Regions from separate parts of the Manis pentadactyla genome. Here region 2 is linked to region 1. Evidence: chromatin contacts called from public Hi-C data. All regions are on one chromosome and are shown on one strand. Each heading gives the region's core, a stretch centred on a gene start, on an enhancer-like site or on the middle of the called end of the contact. The rest is flanking DNA. Distances are from core to core; before and after follow the strand shown.

The links. Hi-C and Micro-C count contacts between places; a contact is called where the count stands out from the background.
Region 2: a contact with region 1 is called in a Hi-C map of skin fibroblasts, with 8 times the contacts expected there. The contact joins the promoter of LOC118914483 here to the promoter of YARS2 in region 1. A contact is called at or near these places in 3 of 3 Hi-C or Micro-C datasets (blood, fibroblasts and skin fibroblasts).

The regions. Positions count from the first base shown.
Region 1 is chr14:85,161,768-85,165,155 of mManPen7.hap1, reverse strand. YARS2 (tyrosyl-tRNA synthetase 2) reads left to right here and starts at 1,430. Exons shown (of 5, transcript XM_036889537.2): 1 at 1,430-2,245; 2 at 3,062-3,229. The coding sequence starts at 1,464. It overlaps LOC118914521 (a long non-coding RNA gene), which reads right to left and starts at 1,439. Exons shown (of 3, transcript XR_005025636.2): 1 at 1,347-1,439.
Region 2 is chr14:85,824,154-85,827,653 of mManPen7.hap1, reverse strand. LOC118914483 (dol-P-Glc:Glc(2)Man(9)GlcNAc(2)-PP-Dol alpha-1,2-glucosyltransferase) reads right to left here and starts at 1,516. Exons shown (of 3, transcript XM_036889443.2): 1 at 1,209-1,516; 2 at 3-200. The coding sequence starts at 1,391.

The DNA of each region.
Region 1 (3,388 bases), core at 181-2,680:
ACTGCAAAGTTGAAGATATTTTGAATAGCAACATGAACGTTATAGCACAGCCTGCTTATTTTCTTCAGCATCTGGGATTATGTGTCACAGCCTGTTGAGTAAGTATATAAAAATCCTATCAAAGTTACGGTTTGGCAAGGAGAGACTCACTTCCCTGATAATTCCATATGCAAAGAAACCAATTTGTAAAATTGTATTTCATTTTGTTAAACGACTCTATAATGTTAAGCAATGGAAAGGTCCTGTAAGGAATGGTTGGGGCACTCCAGATGCCCGGCTCAGGACCCAGATGCCCAGGTCAGGACCAAGGCACTGAGTCGCCCAGTTGGTGAATATATTGGCTGCTGATGGTTCACAGCTGAGTTCTTCTGCAACTCACCCTCTGCCAAAGCCCTGCCCGAGGTTGTGCCTCCTCTCCAGGGGCACCCGCATTTAATGACTGGGCAATAACAGGGCACAAAGGCCTGCCCCCTTGTTTCAATTCAGGATGCCTCTGAGAGGAAACGCCAGCCCCAGAGCGCGCTGGGGGATTGTCCGAGGCCTCTGTGAACCTGTTCAACTTCTCCTTCTGCCCACCCTGCTTCCACCAGGACATTACAGATGCTGTTCTGAAGAGCAGACCCTAATAATCCTTCTGCACACAAGTCTCTGACTCGAGTCCGCTTCCCGGGGAACTCGAGGTCAGCCAGCCGGCACTGAAAGTGGTCCTGGAAATGAGAGTCAAAAATGTGGCTTTGAAGCGGGATCCCCCGCCAGCCAGCTGCCAGCGAGACCCCCGTCCCCGGTGACCGGAGCACGGAGAGCACCCGGCGCGCTGCGGCAGCGGGATCACTAATCTGAATCCACTAATTACGGCCGCGTCCCACCTGGTTGCCTGTAACTCTAAATAAATAAATAAAACATAAGGCTCTTTCTGCGTTTAACTCGCTGTACTGAACGCTCTCCCGCTGTAGCCAGGGCAGGACTGCCGCCTCCTGGAGGAGCGAAGAAACGGCGGGGACGCAGCCGCCGGCCACGGGGGGAATCTGCCCTGCGGAAGGGCGGCCGTCGGGGCGCCCACTCCCCCTCTCTCCACAAGTCTGACTCCCAACCCCTCGCAGGGTTAAATTTAAACAAAGTTTGACATTTGTACGGAGCTTGAGCCAATCTCTTTGATTCTTAATGTTCACCACAGCCGTGAGAGGTAGGAGCTATCACCGTAAACACGGCCACGTTCCGGATGAGGGATGTAAATCTTAGGGGACTTAAGGCAGCTGGAAGCGAGGAGGAACCCCCCGCGGGCAGTGAGGACGCCAGCACCCGCCGGGCCGCCCATCCCGCCGCTCCCGCCCGCCATCCCTCCCTACCTGGGCATGCGCAGTGAACCCCGAGGCCACTTCCGTGGGACTCAGGAGGCGGGCGCTCCGGGAGGGCGGGGCGGGGGAAGCTCTAAAATCCCAACGTTCCCTGCGCGCCACGCCAAGATGGCTGCGCCCGTGTTGCGGTGTTTTTCCCGGGCTCGGTGGTTTAGTGCCCCAGACCCATCGGGGATCTTGTCCCTGGGGCTGCGAGAGTCCCACTCAGGCGCTCAGGGGCTGCTGGCCGTGCAGAAAGCCCGGGGCCTATTCAAGGAGTTCTTCCCCGACAGGGGCACGAACATAGAGCTCCCAGAGCTCTTCGACCGTGGCATCGCGGGCAACTTTCCCCAGACCATCTACTGCGGCTTCGACCCCACGGCCGACTCGCTCCACGTGGGGCATCTGCTGGCGCTGCTGGGCCTGTTTCACTTCCAACGAGCGGGCCACAACGTGATCGCGCTGGTGGGAGGCGCCACGGCGCGCCTGGGGGACCCGAGCGGCCGTACCAAGGAGCGCGAAGCGCTGGACGCAGAGCGCGTGCGGAGCAACGCGCAAGCCCTGCGCCAAGGGATCGAGGCCCTGGAAGCCCATCACCGGCAGCTCTTCACCAACGGGCGGGCCTGGGGCAGCTTCACGGTGCTGGACAACTCGGGCTGGTACCAGGAGCAGCACCTGGTGGACTTCCTGGCTGCGGTGGGCGGCCACTTCCGCATGGGCACCCTGCTGAGCCGGCTGAGCGTCCAGTCGCGGCTCAAGAGCCCCGAGGGCATGAGCTTGGCCGAGTTCCTGTACCAGGTGCTCCAGGCCTATGATTTCTACTACCTGTTCCGGCGTTATGGATGCCGGGTCCAGCTGGGTGGGTCTGATCAGCTGGGCAATATCGTGTCCGGATACGAGTTCATCCACAAGTAAGCGCCTCTAGACCCCAGAGAAGTACTGGGACCAAATAATTTACACACGAATGGCCAGTGATGCGCTGTTAGTATTGTGCAGTTATGACCTGTTCAAGCCCTTGGTGTTATCCCGATTGAGGGTTTGTAACGGTGTTAATATCACTACATAGTAAGAACTGAAGGACTGAATTGACGGTGTTAGGAATGGGACGTATTCTAGAGCTCTGCGAAATAGACGCATAGTCAGGATTCGAATTCTGTTGTGCATCCCCTATAGGTAGGTCTTCTCATTGAGAAACTGCTTTTCATTGTTTATACTAAAACGTGACCAGGCGTCCCTGAGTTAGCCTCTGCTTCAGCTCAGTAGCTTCCGTGAAGCTAGTGATAGTCTCAACAGTTTTCTTTAATTCCAAATATTTGGCAAATACAGTAGATTTCATTGGCATTTTCTTGAGGAAGATGAACTACAGGGCTAGCCCATGTGCTACTCATTAAAAAACTAAACTTCTCAAACTTAGCTCCTTTAGGAACTCTGCCTGACTTAACACTCTGTCCAGTTTTCTTTCCTACCCAGCCCTTATCATTATCTAGGCTGTAGTTACTGCAGCACCTCTTGTTGCCTTGCCCAGTCACTGGTTAAATTGCAGTTCATAACAAATGCCAAACAGAGTGAGCGCTATGAAAGCACGCAAGAGGGACACGAATCCAGGTTTAGGAGATCAAGGACGTTTTCTGAGATACAGAGACCAGACTGAAAAGTGAGGAGTGATCAGCACGACCTGCCGCCACTTGGGCTGTAAGCACATACTGAGGTTCTTCTTCGTTGCACAGGTTGACTGGAGAAGATGTATTTGGAATTACTATTCCTCTAATTACAAGTACAACTGGAGCAAAACTGGGCAAGTCTGCTGGGAATGCTGTGTGGCTGAACAGAGAGAAGACATCTCCATTCGAATTGTATCAGTTCTTTGTCAGGCAGCAAGATGATTCTGTGGAAAGGTGGGTTCTTAACCGGTGTGCTGAGAAAAACTAAGTTCTTAACTCATGATACAATTTTAGCCACCGAATACCCTGTGTAGTTTGTAGATTCTAGTGAAGGCATAAGTCATTATATCACAAGAACACTGTAATTTTAACTGTACTGAAGTTAAACACTTA
Region 2 (3,500 bases), core at 267-2,766, 660 kb before region 1:
ACCTTGTGTCTGGGTTGTACCTTGCGGAAAAGCAAATACAGTAAATAGAAGTTGCCGACGCTGAAGAGAAGATTTACGAATCGGAGCATTCCAATGGAGCAAACGACATGCTCGGACCATCCAAAGATCCAACTGGCAGGTTTGACCACTCCAACCGACAGCAGGTACAAGCCAGGTAACGTAGTAATCATGGGATCCCACTTAAAAAAAAAATCAAAGGCCGACAATGAAGCAAAGCAAGAGGTAATACGACAGGACCAACACGAAGACCTCAAAGGACACCGTTAAAACAGCAACAGGGCATTTCAAGAAGTTATTCTGTGACACAGTAAAATAAGACCTTGGCACATCAGATTCTTCTCTAAAAGAAAGTTTTGCTTATAATTTTGCCTCTGCACCGCGTTGTGATTATTAAGATACCAGCAACCAGCAGGCAATTTAAAATCAATATCCGTTTTCCAAGACCTCCTCTGCAGAGAGCCTGTGTTTTGGTGATAAAATTGCAAATGCTTCAGTTTTAAAACTGATGAAACAAGTGTTTAAAGAAATTAAACCACAGGCTCCAGAGTGACAGGTAATATGAACGAGCAGGAATTGGGCTAAATCCTCTATTTAATCCTGCAACACTCCTTATAGTAGATCCTACTGTTACTGTCATTTTCTGATGAGAAATCTGAAACTCAGAAAACGTCCTAGGTCATATAATTAGTAACAGAGCCAAGATTTAAAATCAGGTCTTTCTCAAACCAGACTCTATTTCTGACCACTATTCTATATTGCTCCATCAGAAGAGGCAGGATGTCTACTTTTTTTATGTGTCTCTGTGTTAATTATATACTCAAACATGAGCCCACTTCTCTGCCAGTTTATCCAGAAGGTTCCCGAGACCACGAGAGACGGGATTCGTGTAACTTTTCTTGGCGGCTGAAGACTCGCCCTCCCCGCCCTGCCCACCCGCAGCGGGGTTTGCAGACAGCTCGTGGGCGCAGCCCAAGGCCTCTAATGCCGGGATCGGAAAACCTGGGGCAGCTGCTACCGGCTGCCCGGAGGGGCGGCCCCTCAGCTCCCCGCTGGCCGACCTCGAGCCCCGATTCCCGGCAGGCAGACCTGCTTCCGTTCCCTCGCTAGCGTGTCGGCGCTGCGACGGGAGCCGGACCGCAGCGCCCGCCACATCCCGGCGCAGGGAGGCCAGGGCGAGGGGGGCCCACCTGGGAGAGCGAGAAGCGGCCCTCGCAGTAGCGCTGCGCCTGCGGCAGGTGGAAGACCTCGTCCATGTAGGGCTCCCGCAGCGCGCGGCTGAAGGCGGCGAAGAGCAGGCAGGACGCCAAGAAGGTGCAGCTCAGCGCGGCCGAGAAGTAGTAACCCTCCAGCTGCGCCACGCCCGACCCCATAGCCGCAGCCCAGGAACCCAGTCCTGGAAAGTCGGTGCCAGCTTCTGGAGCCTGGATCGTCGAGCTTATAACTGGCTCGAAATGGGCGCGCAAGGCGGGACTGGCCGGACGGGACCGCGCTGAGCCGGAAGGCAAAGGCTGCCGGGAGAGCGCGGACCGAGAGCTTCCGGAAGGGTCGGGTCGTTGTTTCCCGAGGACGAGATTAGGTAACGGACCGGGCTGCTGAGCTGTCAATCATGTGGCGCGGGGCGCACTGAGTGGCCAGAGCCGCAGGGAGGGGCGGGCCCCGGCGGCCCGCGGCTAGGGAGAGGCTTGGCCGGACGCTTTGAAAGGAAAACCGCGGTTTACGCCTGCAAATCACTTTCGCCTTTGTTCCTGCTCGTCTCCATCCTTCGCCAGCAGAGGGCGCCATCCCCCCACTTTTGCAATCGCCAAACTCTTAAATTTTGCACATTTACCCCTGGTTACTCGTTTTCTTTCAAGTGAACTAAATTACTAAAACCTGCAATTCCAAAACATTTGATCTCTTTAACTTTGGAGGGTGGGAGGGGAGCATTGATTGTGGAGGCTAAGACTGAGACTTTCAGGTTAAAATGCAAACGTCCAGAGAAATTCTTCACTGTTCAATGAATTTAATTAGGGGATGTTTTGCGTTGAAAGTATATGCTTTCAAATGTCGATACTCTCGAATAGGGTTTTAGCTAAATCCTCATTCATAGTCCACTCTGATTGCCACGGTACGGTATGGGAGTTGGGGACTAAGTATTTTAGGATTTGGGGTATTTGAGATAAGGAAGGCTGCTTTGTGCCTGTAAATTTGATTGGTTCTTGTTAATCTCCCTATTGCAACATTCTGCTTTTTCTTCTAAATCATAAGCATCTTACTGAGTGGCACGACGCATCACTTCTCTTTGCAGTCCCCCAAACGGCTTTCATATATTAAGTTCTTAAATTTGTAGACTTTTACGGGTGGCGTAGACTTCAGACATTTCCTGTATTGGAAGTTAAGGGAAGGAGGTGAGAGTAAGTGTTTGAAGAACACAGAAGATAAGTTACGTCCTGTAATTTTGCCTTGAGCAGAGTTGGCAATGTTTTGTACAAAAATGACTTCTTGGGTAACCTCAGTCAGGTTGTCTTTGGTGCGGCTACATCAGAAAGAGTCAGGTTTTGTTTAAAGTTGCAAATCTCAGGGTTCTCAGTTCAGCCCTTTCTCTGGGTAAGAGCTCTCCCAGTTTAGGCAAGGCTGTCAGATTAAATTGACTGCCTCCTTATTCAGTCTCTGCTATTTCCTCATTAATAAGAAGGGCAGCAGGTGAATAAGGGGGAGGGGCATATTTAAAGCACTGGAAACAAAAAGCATGTCAGGATCCTACTTTGATGTGATGTTTATCTTTGTTTTCTTTGTTTTTTCCCATTTTATTATTAATTCCATACTGTACTTACCTATTTGAGATCATGTCCAGATGGTCAGCCTTCTGGAAGGTGATAAGATCTACGAATGTTTGGCCCCAGACCCCATGACTTGCTCGGTTGTGGTATACAAGCTGTAGAGGAGGGAAAATAGCATTTTCCGCTACTCTTTTAAGTTCTCAACTGGGTCCTCTGTAATAAAAGACAGACTGACAAGAGAAACTATGCAAATTTATTTAATAAGTTTTACGGAGGCAGGAGACTTCTTACGGAAGTGAAGACCCGCAGAAACAATTCAACCTGAGAATTTTTATGCTAGGGTTGAGGAGGAGTGAAAAGTGGAGGAAGGATATGATGGGACAAGGGTATGAGATATGTGTACTAAACTGGAGGAAATTCAGCCGGCCCTGTTCATTCAGATTTCTCTGTATCCCTTTGAGTTCAGAAATAGGGATGCTTCCATCCTTGGCATGTAGAGAGGTTTTATAACCTGCTTTATTGTAAGATCAGAAGGCTCGTTCTGCACAGACCACTTCTCAGATTCCTTCAGCTTGAAACATTCAATAGGCCATGGTGACGTATTTTGGGCTAGTGTGCCCTGCAGCCTACTGACCTTCCCTAGAAATATGGGCATTTTTTGAAGGTAGTCCAAGCCTAGACATTTATGCTATACGTTTCTCTCCATATGAATAGCCACCA